Regions from separate parts of the Sus scrofa genome. Here region 2 is linked to region 1. Evidence: chromatin contacts called from public HiChIP or PLAC-seq data. All regions are on one chromosome and are shown on one strand. The core of a region is the stretch at or near the end of the contact, and the rest is flanking DNA. Distances in the headings are between cores, read along the strand shown. Region 1 has its middle 94 kb from the start of MYCN. Region 2 overlaps DDX1 (ATP-dependent RNA helicase DDX1).

Region 1 (6,921 bases), core at 4,044-6,543:
GTGCGCTATGACCCTCTAACTCCTCTCCCCCCACCCACCCATACTTGGGGTTGACCAGCTGCCTCGAGGTGCCCTAGGACTCTGGGTTTTGATGGTTGGGGGCCAGTCCCAGAAGAGCAGCCTCATGTCCAGATCACTTCTGCTACTGATATGATATTTACTTTCTGGGAATGCACGAAAATGGGCTGCCAGAATGGAGGTGACATGTTGGTTTGGGGGGGCTGACTCACAATAGACATAGGACAACTTCAGGGTTCTGGGCTATCCTTGCTGACCAATTCTTGGGCTTGAACCTTATGAACAGGTCCATGCACCAGCTCTTGCCCCCCATGTTCCATCACAGTGCCTCCCGAAATCTCCCCTACCCAAGGGTGGGGGGAGGGCCGCAGACAACCTTTGCCACTGTTGGCATTAGGCCTTCCATAGCCTCCACACCTCTCTAGGTGTCAAACACTCCTCTTTGGCCCCATGAGGTGGCTGCTCTTGTCTTCTCCTGGGGCTTCTGAGATGGTTGCCACACAAAGCCTATGGGCCCTTCCAATTCATGTCCCCTCTTGCCTCCAGTTGACGCGGAGATGTACTCCTCTCCCCAGATCATCTTCAGTTGTGAAAGATGAGGACAGATGTTCCTAATGCAAATGAGCACTTTTCCTGTGCCCCCTGGTCCTTTACCCATCTTCCCCACTGGTTGCAGTGTGTGAATCAGCCAAGGTCAACATCGGAAGAGATCACATGCTAGAAGTGCAATGATTATGGCCTCAAGTGCTCAAGATGTGTCATTCCGCATTGACGTTACCCAATTCCAAACAGTAAATTTAACATGACCAGAAAACGAGTAACCAATCACATTTTCCTCTATGCTCTGGGTGAGAGTTGCATTCGTGGGCACGGAAGCAGCCTTCAATCAGTGGTGTTGAGGGATAAAAGCACAGAGGCAATGTTCTGTATTATTTCAGTACAAGCAGATTCAGAAGCGCCCCGGCATTGTTTCTCCAAAAGGGAAATAGAAAGCCCACCGGGAACCAAGCATTTGACAGTAAAGAGCCTGATAACGTGGTTCCTGGGGCTGAACAGCAGGAGATGGTGTCTGGACACTAGGAATCTTCACAAGCAGTCATCAGACAACAAATATATAAATACATTTCCTGCCGTCATTTTAAATCTTCATCAAGAAACCACTACACAGTCAATCCTCATTGTTTACACGCAATTTTGCAAATTTGCCTCCTCACCAGAATGTAGTTTACCCCCCAGATCAATACTCACGGTGCTTCTGCAGTCATTCATAGGCATGTCAGAATGGTGAAAAGCTTGAGGTTGCCCAGTAAGCACTTTCCCAGCTGAGGCAGAGTCCAAAGATGCTCTACTTCCCTTTCTTGCTTCCCGTATGTAAACAATTGTCCTTTTCAAGGACACTTAATGTCACATTTTTTTTTTTTTTCTTTTCTTTTTTGGCCACACCAACAACCTATGGGAAGTTCCTGACGCCAGGATGGAATCTGAGCCGCAACTGTGACCTACGCCGCAGTTGCAGCAATGCAGGATCCTTAACCCATTTGTACAGGGCCAGGGATTGAACCCCCAAGGGCAGAAAGACAACAAGATCCTTAACCCGCTGTGCCACAGTGGGAACTCCTACTCTCACATTTTTTGCATTTTTGTGTTTTTTTGGTGATTTCAGTCTTTAAAATGACTCGCAGGCATAGGGCTGACGTGCTGGCCAGTGTTCCGAAGTGTGTGAGGCTGTGATGTGCCTTATGGAGAAAATACCTATATCCGATAAGCTTTGTTCAGGCATGAGTTACAGTGTTGTTGGCTCATGAGTTCAATGTTAATGAATCAAAAAAAGTATCTTTAAAGAGAAACACATAGAACAAGGTTATATCTTGATCGATTGACAAAAACGAGACTGGAGTCTTGGGAACCAGACCTGTGTTACCCCAAGGAGCAAAGGCTCAGGATTCACTAATTCAGGGTTCACACTGACGTTATAAAACACATCTACCATAAATAAAGAGAATCAACTATGCCTCGCATGGGCACATGAGTTTCATAAGTCATTTTTCATTTAACTTGTTTGTATAGACAGGGCCCCAGCAAAAATATATTTGCCCAGGGTCCTGCATACCCGCCTCTCAGGCAGGCAGTCACGTGCTCTAAGTAGGGCAAGTCTTTGGTGTTCTGAGCCCCCCCAAAGCCTGCCCACTCCCATCGCCTACCTGGCAGCTATCTGGTACTGCCATACTAAAATGCCATGGAAGGTGGCTTCAACAACTGAAATATCTTCTCACAGTTCTGGAGGCAGAAAGTTCAAGATCAGGTATTGGCAAGGTTGGTATCGCCGGCGGCCTCTCTCCTTGGCTTACAGACGGCTGTCTTCTTGTTCTGGCCTCACATGGCCCCTTCTCTGGGTACCCACATCCCTGGTGTCTCTTCCTCTTTTTAAAAGGACTCCAGCCCGTTTGGATTAGGGCCCCACCCTTACGACCTCTTTGAACCCTAATCCTTCTTTAAAGGCCCTGTCTCTAAATATAGTTGCATTATGGGTTAGGGCTTCAGCATATGAATAGGATTGGAGGGTAGAGGATACGGTTCAGTCCATAACAGACCCCATCCGGAAGAACTCATCATTAATCATCCATTTTCCCAAAGGCAACCCCAGAGACTTGGGGAAAGATGCAAAGACCTCTGGGAGGACAGCCCCATATCCTCCCTCTGCTCTTGCCTTCCTCCCCTGGTCTTTTCCCACGGACAGCTCTCCAGTGCCGGCAGAGCAGCTGATGACCTCTGGATTCTGAGACTCCAAAGAGCTGGGTCTGAGTCTATGAGAAGCCTCAAGGAGGTCCGTGGGAGCCTCCGCTTACCCATTTGTGAAGTGGGATTTCAACCACTGCCCTGCCTCAGCCTCACAGACCTGTCATAAGGGTCATGTGGAAAAATGGACATGACAGTGTATTTTTATAAACTGTAAAGTCCTAAAACATGAGACAGAACAGGTGAGTATAGTTGGCACATTTACCAACTATATTCACCTTTTACCTGGTCAAGGGCATATACAAGAATGTCCTCCAGGGACTTTCTTCCGGTTATGAAACCAACTAGTATCCATGAGGACACAGGTTCAATCCCTGGCCTTGCTCAGTGGGTTAAGGATCCGGCATTACTGTGAGCTATGGTGTAGGGCACAGGTGCGGCTGGGATCCCATGTTGCTGTGGCTGTGGCATAGGCCTGAAGCTGCAGCTCCAATTGGACCCCTAGCCTGGGAACCTCCATATGCCCCATATGTGGCCCTAAAAAGCAAAAAAACCCAAAAGAACCTCCTCCAGCCCAGGTTTCCCAGAACGCAGAGTTCTTCTCTCCCAGGCTCTGTACGTCCGTGGCGCTGCACAGGAGCAAGGCTGGACCCCGGTCCACGATGGCCAGGCGAGTCGTGCTGGAACCAGATCATTCCATGTTTTTAAAGTTCTCAACCTGGCAAACAAACTCTGAGACGGTTGAAGAAAATACACATACTGTTCCCATTTGTCATTTACACACAGCCACCGGCCTCCAAGTAATTTATTGAAATTTCTTTTAAGGAAGTAATTTAAATAAGAAAAGTTAAGCACTACAATCAGACAACATTGTTAGGAAACCCAAAAAAGGAATTCTGGTTTAAAAAAAATAATGGAAGAAATATATATATAAACACAATGAGGAAATGAAGATAATACCAACTCTGAATCTTTTAGTGAATTTCATAAAAGTGCCCATTGGATGGAGCGTAGGTTTAAAACACTTCATGAAATGTGAAAAAAAAAAAAAAAGTGAATACTTAAAACCTATGAAAATGGCTGATGCAAGAATCAAATGGAAAAACCCAGGGAAAACCATCCTCCAGTTCTTCCTTCACCAGACTTGCCCTCCTCTGGGTAGCTGTTCTTTCCTTTTGCTCCTATTTGTCCCCAACAGCCTGTCCCAGGCGAAGTCAAATCCACTATTAATAAATAACCTGCAATTGACCAGTTAGGTTCAGCAGCAAAGCTGGAAGGACTCAGTTGAAATGTTAAATATTCCAGGTCAGCTTAGGAAGCGAAGGAGACCAGAAAGCCCCGTTTTTTTCATAATCAGGCAAATGCACCATCATTAGTGGCAATTAAGATAAAGTGTTAGTGACTCTGTTTACCTTGGTGGGAAAACATGCTCGGAGCCTGTGCAGAGGCAAGGACAGCTTGACACGGGCCCTCTTTCTCTCCTCCCAGAGCATCGGAGGATGCAAGTACCCTTAGGGAGCAGCACTTTATAGGTGAGAAAACTAAGGCTGAGAGCATGGATGGACTAGACGGGGTTATCTGCCCACAGACCCTGCTCAGAAACTCTTCCCACTCATTTAGCTGCCTCGCTGGCACAAGGGTTACGGCTGATGGAGGAGGAGGAGAAGCTTGAGGAAAAGGGGGCTGTTTAGAGCCACACCTGTGTGCTAGACACCTAGTTAATTATGCATGCACCATATGGAATGGACTACCTTGACCCTAACAAACACAACCTTGCAGGAGAGACCTCTTTGGCTCCATTTTACAGATAAGAAAACGGAGGCTGGGAAAGTGAAATCAGATGCACGAGGTAACGCTGTCCTTAGCTCCTACTCTGAGGCTCGGGTTTGGTCCATTTCGCCCTATGGCCTCCAAGTTCCCCCAGCTCGACCCCTCACCCTCGCTTGGGCCTGTGCAACCCGGCTCCCCCTATGCCTCTGGGGGCGGCCAAGAGGGGGAGGGCAAGGATCCAAGAGCATTTCAGGCCGATGGGGCCTGCCCGCCTCTCCTGGGGCTGCCTGCAGCTGTGGGACAAGTCCCACCAAAGTGGCTTCCTCCTGTGGCTTCCAGGCTGGGAAAAGAACAGGGCTGTGGCATTCCAGAGCTTGCGGGAAGCGGGGGCAGCAGGGAGTAATTCAGGGGTCGGGAGCCATAGGGAATTGAAGCAATTACCCAGCTAATTGAGGCCCAGTGGCCCACTTTCCCTCAACATCTGGGTGCCAGGCTCAGGAGGCTGGCAGCCCAAAGCTTCAGATAACGGGGGCTGAACACTCCTGGGAAGCGGGGGGTGGCAAGGGGGGTTGGGGGGGGGATCTGGGAACCCAAACCTCGTGCCTCAGGCTGAGTGTCCAGCTTGTCTCTGTGAGGTGGAGGCAGGTTGCCTGTGAAGTGGCTGCCTATGATCCCAAGATTGCTTTTCTTCATCATCCATCAGATTAAACCATTTCTAATCCCTGGGTCAGCCTGCTGAGTCATCACAGTGGCCCGTGGTTCACACAGAGCAACTGAGACTTAGAGAAAGCCAGCTGCTCAGAGGCACAGCCCCCAAACTGGAATTACCTGGAAAAGCCTGCCTCTCTCGATTTGGGGGCCCATCATTTTCTGCCTGCTCCGCCCAGCCCTCGCCCGGAGCTTGAGTGTGGACACGTGCCTTCCCTTCCTGCCTTCCCATCTCCAGCCCCCAGCCAGTGCGACCCACCGATGTGCCATCCCTGGAACGAATGCTGAGGTCACCACTCGCGGAGCTGGAATTCTCCTCGCTGCCGAAAGCCCTGCTTTTGTGTTTGTTGTGTACACAAAGGCAGCCTAAGTTAGCACATGTGTTCCAGCAGCTTCCACCCCCAGCCCCTCTCCAGAGACCCACGGGGAATTCTGCTAAGATAATTATCTCCAACTGGGGTTTTGTTCAGTCCTCTGGTAAGACAAGCTCCCGTTTAGAATAATAAGGCTTTGCTATTGAAGGCTAGCTGGGAAATATTTTTCAAACAAGCAGATCGCGTATGTGTTTCACATATGCCGCTCATTAAGGTTTATAAGACCTTTTGGTCTTCACAATAAAGCTTGTTTTTTTAAAGGTTAAAGTCAGCAAGCCCCAGTTACTGCCAGCACCCTGCCACCCTCTTGAGAGGGGACAGAGATCCTGAGAAGTGTTGAAAGGGAATCAAAGAAGCTGATGGCTCCCGACCCAGAGGAGGAAAGAACGGTGACTCCGAGAGGTCCCTGTCCCCCAGCAGTAGTGCGGGACCTGCAGGGGAGCCCCCCTGCCTGACCCCCACATGTCACAGGCCTCCGGGATTTGGAAAAGAAGGTCGCTTCTTGTGACTCGCACACTGGTGGCACCTTAGACTCCGCTGGGGACATTGAGAAACATGCATGCCTGGGTCCCAGCCCCTCCCCCCCCAATCCTGATGAGGTGGATCAGAAGTGAGTCCCTGGAGTGGGTCATTCGTAAAGCTCCTTGGGTGAGGGCAGTGGGCAGCCAAGGTCAACGCCCTCAATTATCTCCTGGCTGGTGAAGCTGCTCTGCAAATAGTGAGCCAAGAATCAGTACCCCCGTCCTGGAGACGAGAAGGGAGTGGTCTGGGGTGCAGGCAGCAGGCCTGGAAGTAGCAGAGTTGGGACTTGATCCCAGCTCTCCTGACACCGTCTTGTCGGCGTCTGTGTGGCAGTGAGAGCGACCGCTTTCTGTTGTGAGCCACACGGAAGTCCAAGCGACCGCTTACTGTTGATCAAGCTCTAGAACTTGGCCTCTGTTCTCGTCCCAGATTCACACGCCACCAAAGCCCATTTTAGGACAGTCGTTTTGCAGATGAGGAAACTGAAGCTCAGAGAGGGTGAATGACATGCTTCCTGTCACACCAAATACAGAAGACCTGACTGCAAAAATCCTGCGGGAGACAGGTACCTTGGGCCATAGCAGTTTAGCTACTAGGCTCCCATCTCTGAGAGCCTCTCACTTCTGTGTTCAAAGAGGCCGTGAGGTCCTTTAAGGACCCGATGCAGAAAGAGGAAGCAAACTCCATTTACCATCCGCCTACCCTGCGTCACACACTCTGCTGGCTCTTTCATCTATATTTTAAAATTGAATCAATCAGGCAGGCCTTGCCCTCCCATTTCAAAGGAGAGAGT
Region 2 (6,094 bases), core at 1,656-4,155, 170 kb after region 1:
TCTCTGCAAGTATGGGTCCACCACAACACTGAAATTTCAGCCATAGGAAATCAGAGCTTTGGGCCCCATATGTTCAAAATCATGCTCATGTTTTAGTCAAATTTCTTGAAGAAATTAAAAGGTATATTTTCCTATTGAGAGTGGTCCTGATCTTCCATCTTGTCCTGCCCATTCCTGCTCAGGGTAAAACGTCAGTAGATGCCTTCTTGTTTTGGGTCTCAGTCTCCACAGAAGAGCTGTCGTTGCTGTCAGGTAAGTTGATGGACTCTCTCCGTAGCATAAAAAATAAAAAAGTAATCAATAATAATTATCATATGCCCACTACGCACACTGCAGGAAAAGAGAGTACGGCCCAGACACCCTTCACTAGAAGAATTTCTGATCTGCCTGAGACAGAGAGAGGAAAAAAGTCATGCAATGGTTTTTAACAAGTAAAAGCTACCTAAAGTATAAGGGCAAGACCAAGAGTAACACGCTGGAGGGCTTCCTAGCAGCAGAGCATAGAACCAAACGTCTTTGGTTCTGGAGCCTGATTCAACCTGCTGGACTTGGACTTAACCTTTCTGCATCTTCGAGTCCTTCTCTGAAGAAAAAAAAAAAAAAGAAAGAGAGAGAGAGAGAACATTGGCTCTTACATGAGGCTGAATATAAAATATCTGGCTCACGGCTGGTATTCAGAAAACCGTGATGTTCTCTTGCCCTCACGAAGGAGGTAGAAGTGACTCAGATTCCTAAGGCTGGGTGGAATCTGACAGGCACAGGGAAGCCAGGAAGGCCCTCCAGCCAGCAGGACGCAATCCGGAACACAGGGCCTAAGTGGGTAAGTGCCTGCGTTCAAATTCTGGCTCCACTGCTTACTAGTCAGGTGATCTTAAGCAAATCGCTCACCTCTTGGTGCCTCCATTTTCTCATCTATAAAATGGAAACACTAACAGAGCCTGTCTTCTGGAGTTAGGAGGGTTGTTTTTTGTTTTGTTTTGTTTTTTGTCTTGTCTTTTTAGGGCCGCACCCATGGCATATGGAGGTCCCAGGCTAGGGGTCGAATCGGAGCTGTAGCCACCAGCCTACACACCACAGCCACAGCAATTCGGGATCCGAATCACGTCTGCGACCTACACCACAGCTCACGGCAGGGCTGGATCCTTAACCCACTGAGCGAGGCCAGGGATGGAACCCGTGTCCTCATGGATCCTCGTCGGGTTTGTTAACCGCTGAGCCATGACAGGAACTCCTGGAGTTAGGAGGGTTCATTAAGATGAGTCAGCACTTGGAACAATACCTGATACGTAGGGATGGATCCATGAATGTTCCCTGTTGTTGTACATGGAGGGGACGGAGGAGACCAAGTCCAATGTGACCTGGGGAATAAAGGAAATACAGATTGTAAAGTTAGAACGAAACTTAAGAGGGCTGTTAAGTGTCCAAGTTAGTCTGGACTTCATTCAGGCAATAAAGGCCCATTTCAGGTTCTTGAATAGAGATTGACACTGATTAATTATAAACTGGAAATGATGGAAACAAATGAACTCCTGCGGTAGCTTTAAATTATACCAGGGAAGGCTATTCTTGAATAATGACTCCTCTCCTCTCCCGCTTCCACCCCCAAAATGGTATTCTTTGAAGTAGAAAGAGAGGGACAGACCACATATCTGGTCATCTTCCCACTCAGATCTCTCAACCTTCGTCCCCTGAAATCACTTGGTCGGTCGGTGGGGAGGCTGGCACTTGGGGTTTCCGCTGGTCATTCTGGCTTTTTAAATAAGTAGGCACAGCTACGTTCTGAAGTGACTGGGCTCATTGTTTGGGCTGCCTGTCTAAGCCCACATGGGCTGCCCTCACCCCACCCACACCCACCCACAGGCAGGCCCAGTCAATTGGGCATCACCCCACAGCTCTCCACCAAGCTCTAAAGGGCCATGCCCTGATTCCTAGGGTCACCAGATAAGCGGGTGTGTCGGGAGGAGATGAGTGGGCGTTAACATGAGACCCCACCGAGCTTCATTCCTTCCGAGCTGGGCTTTAGAGAATCAAGGAAATGACTGAAGAAAAGCAGCCTGCGTTCTGGAGATGCTAATGAGAGTGGCAATTAGCATAAATGCAATTTTGACACGTGTGGAAGTTCTTTGGTGCAGAGGACCCCCAAACACTGGGCCCAGGAGAAGGCGGGTGCGGTGGTCCTGTTAAGTGCTTTGTGAGAGGAGAAGTCACTGCAGCACAAACTGTGTGGGGCCAATTCCTGGGGGAAAAAATCTTAATGCATGTTTCTCAGCCTGTGGATCCAGGAAAAAAAAAAGACCACAGACTCTGACAGATGTAATGGGAAATAATTCCTTTGAATCTGTGATTTGCTTAGCAGAAAAAAAAAAAAGGAAGTCAGGTAATCCTTAAGTGACCCCAAGTGGTAAAAATATCCCGGCATCATGTTTAGGTCTTTGTGGGTGTTCACGGTGTGACGTCAGCGCCACCTGGTGCACCAGACTGGAAATGACAGACCCAGGAGAGCGGGTGGAGAGGCAGGCGGGCCGCCTTCGTGCCATTTCTCCTGGGGCTGGGTTGTGAGCCAACTGTGGGGAAATGAATAAAAATTTATGGAGGGAAGCATATGATAGAGTTTGTTATTACAACCAACAGAACTAACACCAATATTTTAAGTGAACGGTGTTTAATGATACGGCGTATAACCCAGTGTCTCCAAATTGCTAGCTTTTCCGAGCCAAATAAAATACCTCAAGCTTCCAGCCTGTGACTACAGGTTAGCCAGTTTTCTCTCAAATACGGCTCTGAAGTCGTGGGAGTGCCTGCAAAGCCCGATTGCCCCAAGCCTGACGTCACCTCGCTGAGCTTCGGTCTGGAGGACCGCTCCAGAGGGTTTTCTCGTGCGTTCCTGGCGTTTCATGGTAATTTCCCACAGGACAGGGTCCTAACCCATTTCCACACCCTCCGTCACCACTCCGTCCAAACACAGAGCCCCCCTGTTCTCCCCAGGCCATGCCAACACATCTAACTGCTTAACCCTTGGGCAACATTTGAGGATTTCAGGGGAATCACATGGTAAAAACCAAAACTCATCATCAGACACCATAGCTCCCACGAGACTCAGCCGACGCCACACTACTGGCCAGTTCTCTACAACCTCCGCCCTGAGGACTTCATTCTGATCAGGATTTCCCATGCTAGGCTCTCTCCCCTGAGACTCTGATCCACCGTAAAAAGTGGAACACCCTTACCATCTAATCACTGCCTGGCTGCCTCTTCAAAGTCTGCTTGGCAGCAGTAAGTATTTATTCTTTGATTGCAATTTAAATGAAAGCAACATACAGCCAACAGCCAACCAGAGGCTTTTCTGGTGCACAGGATGAGTTACCAGGCTGGGGAAGGAGTTTTTAGGGTAATAATAAGTGAAGCCAATGGTCTCCAGAAGCCTATAAAGTGACTCTGTCTAAAGCAGAGGAAATGTTTTAAATAAAAACCAAGTGGCAAAAAGAAGAGAAATTAAAATGCCAAATGGGTTCTGAAAAACTGAAGCATCCTTAAAAGACTGAAGCCCCAACGTAACTATTTTAAAAGGAACTGAACTCAGGTCTACAAAATTCATTTTTAAAATAACCTTACTGTTTCTCAGAAATGTGGTATGGTACCATTTTTATCAAAGTTTCTCTCTATAAGAACTTCTGCACAGTGCAATAGCAAGGCTTCCAGCCTGAATCTAAACGACGTTGAACTTAGTTCACCCAGCAGCCAGGGCATGTGCCAGGGGCACACAGTAATTTGCAGCTGGATCAAGAAACATCTAGTCAGGCTGTTTAAAGCAGCCACTCTGAACCCTGGCAGTACATTAGCAGCTCCTAGAGTACCAGGGCCCCCTCCAGAATAACAGAATTTCTGGAGATGAAGTACAAGGGAGCTTTTAAAGCTCCCCAAGGTGGTCCCAGTGCAGAGCCAGGGCTGAGAACCACTAACCTAAGGGAAGGAAGAGGGCCTGCCTGGGAAGACAGGTGGCTCTGGTACTTTGAGCATCTCACTCAGGTGTCCTTTTCAGCCACCTGGCCTGAGTCTTGGGGTGAAAGACTGCAGAGAGAATGAAAGCTTTAAGAGCCATTTCTTCATAGCGTTTCTTTTTTTTCTCCTCTTTTCCCTTCCTTCCTTTTCTCTCTCCCGTTTCTTTCTTTTGCCACACCCACCACATGCACAAGTTCTCAGGCCAGGAATTGAACCCAAACCACAGCGGAGACCTGTGCCAACACCAGATCCTTAGCCGGCTGAGTCACCAGGACTCCTCCGAGTGTTTGTTGATTTGTAGTTGGAAGAGCATCTACATCACAGTCTTCTGAGGAGCTCCTTCAAGTGCCGATTCCAGGTCCCACCTTCGACCTCAAGTTCTCCTGCAAGCGACTTAGCTCTTAGAAGTCGGTAGCATTGCTGGGATCAGCTCCAGGCCTGTGTGACTCCAGGCTCTTTCCAACCACCCCCCAGCACTTCGACCAAAGTGGACTCTCTGTCCTCCGAAAAGGCAGAGCTTTAGATGGTTTTAATGAAAGGGAAGTATTTAAATCGACAGAACGGAAAACAACAGTAAAAATCCCCCCCCACTCCTCCCACCAAAGGAATCCTCTATCAACGCCTCTGCGGGAGCAAACATTCTCCCTCCCTTTCCTTCCTGTTCCGCTACATTTTTTCCCTCTAACAAATATTCCTTTTTCCCCAAAATAAGGTCACTTGGAAAAAAAAAAAAAATTCCTGATAGATGTCAGCATCTATAGGGAAATAATAAAACTGTTATATGAGGGGAACGAGCCCATATCTCACTTCGTATTTACCTACGCATGTTTCACATTTAACATCTCATTCAAGCTGCAATCAAGTGGCTGCTTCCCTCTGAAGGCAGAAGACCACAGTGAAAAGTTTGCCTACATAGTTTTGCTCATTTAGACTTGGCTGGGAACAAACTTTTTTCTTTGTTTAAAAAACCTGGGTGTTCTCAATCACTGCCACACACACGTCTACCTTAAAAAAAAAAAAAAAAGAAAGGAGACTTGCACCTTATTTACACCAAATCTGGGCCCTAGTTTGTAGTATAATGACTGTGGGAAGGGAGCAGGGGTGAGGGAGCATCTGGGGGCTGAAGGGTCACGTGCAGAGAAGCTGCAGGTCAGACCTAAGAGGACCTGTGCTCAGCGGCACCAATTCATACATCATGTGCAGAGACAGGAGGAAAACAGACTTTAAAGGCAACAGTATTATTTCCGTTTGCAAAATAAATGAAACAGAATTCTTCCCACATTGTTTTGAGAATGGCAACCAGGGCAAACTGTCCAGAAAGCAGTCTGAAAATGACTCTGGAAGATGTTCCTAAGGCTCATTTCACGCCAGAATCGAGGGTGGAGGAATCCAGTAGAGGCAAACAATCCAAAAGCCAGAACCAAGATGTTCAGCAACCGTCCAGGTAACAGGAAGAGGCAGCCGGCGTCCACACTGGAGAACGTGGTGGCAGCGCCGCTGGTCTGCTGACCCCGCTGCCTGTCCAGCATAATCCTCAAGGACCAGGGTGACTTGCGCCATTTTTACGAACAAGAAAGGAACGCTCAGGGGCCGAGGGCCTCGCTTCTGTCGTCTTCTGGTCGGGTCAGAGCCGGAGTCGCTCCTGGGCCTGACCTGGGAGGGGCTCGCCCCCTCCGTTCTCCTCAGGGCTTGTGAGAGGGACAGACCACAGCACTTCTGGTGGGCGAGGCAGCCAGGGAAGTATTTACAGGAAGAAAAATATGTCAAATGCAGATATAAAATTATACATACAGTAAGATCTAAACGGTACACCGAAACACTTACAGAAAAAAAGAAAGGAGCCCATACGTCCCTGAGAGGTGACTTTTTCTGGGAGTGGGGACAGCAGTAGAAAGCGGGGCCGCGGGGGGGGTGGGGGTGGGGGTGGGGGAGCCCTCTAACCAGAGGTTCCCGTTTACATCCGGAAAATTCCTTCTGAGGAGGAGGTAGGAAAGGTGTGGGCGACCTGTAACCACGGCCACTAGTTGGAGTCCTTTCCAATCAGTGCTCTTAGGTGGCCATCCCGAGGCCCTGGGTCCTCTGGCTTGGCTTCTAT

What was found. HiChIP or PLAC-seq counts read pairs in DNA pulled down with a chosen protein or histone mark.
Region 2: a contact with region 1 is called in an H3K27ac HiChIP or PLAC-seq map of skeletal muscle, with 4 times the contacts expected there. The contact joins two enhancer-like sites. A contact is called at or near these places in 1 of 5 promoter capture datasets (liver), 6 of 47 Hi-C or Micro-C datasets (embryonic fibroblasts, epiblast stem cells, fibroblasts and 2 more) and 1 of 2 datasets of contacts at active chromatin or transcription factors (skeletal muscle).

The regions. Positions count from the first base shown.
Region 1 is chr3:121,639,903-121,646,823 of Sscrofa11.1, forward strand. No RefSeq gene overlaps it. Among named protein-coding and RNA genes, the nearest start is that of MYCN, 94 kb to the left of the region's middle. Within about 2 kb of position 5,294, at least 4 of the 83 cell types and tissues checked have an H3K27ac peak or open chromatin away from gene starts, as enhancers often do. A contact at or near this core is called in skeletal muscle, where this site is marked.
Region 2 is chr3:121,813,171-121,819,264 of Sscrofa11.1, forward strand. DDX1 (ATP-dependent RNA helicase DDX1) reads right to left here. Exons shown (of 27, transcript XM_021087822.1): 27 at 5,230-6,094. Among named protein-coding and RNA genes, the nearest start is that of DDX1, 40 kb to the right of the region's middle. Within about 2 kb of position 2,906, at least 15 of the 83 cell types and tissues checked have an H3K27ac peak or open chromatin away from gene starts, as enhancers often do. A contact at or near this core is called in skeletal muscle, where this site is marked.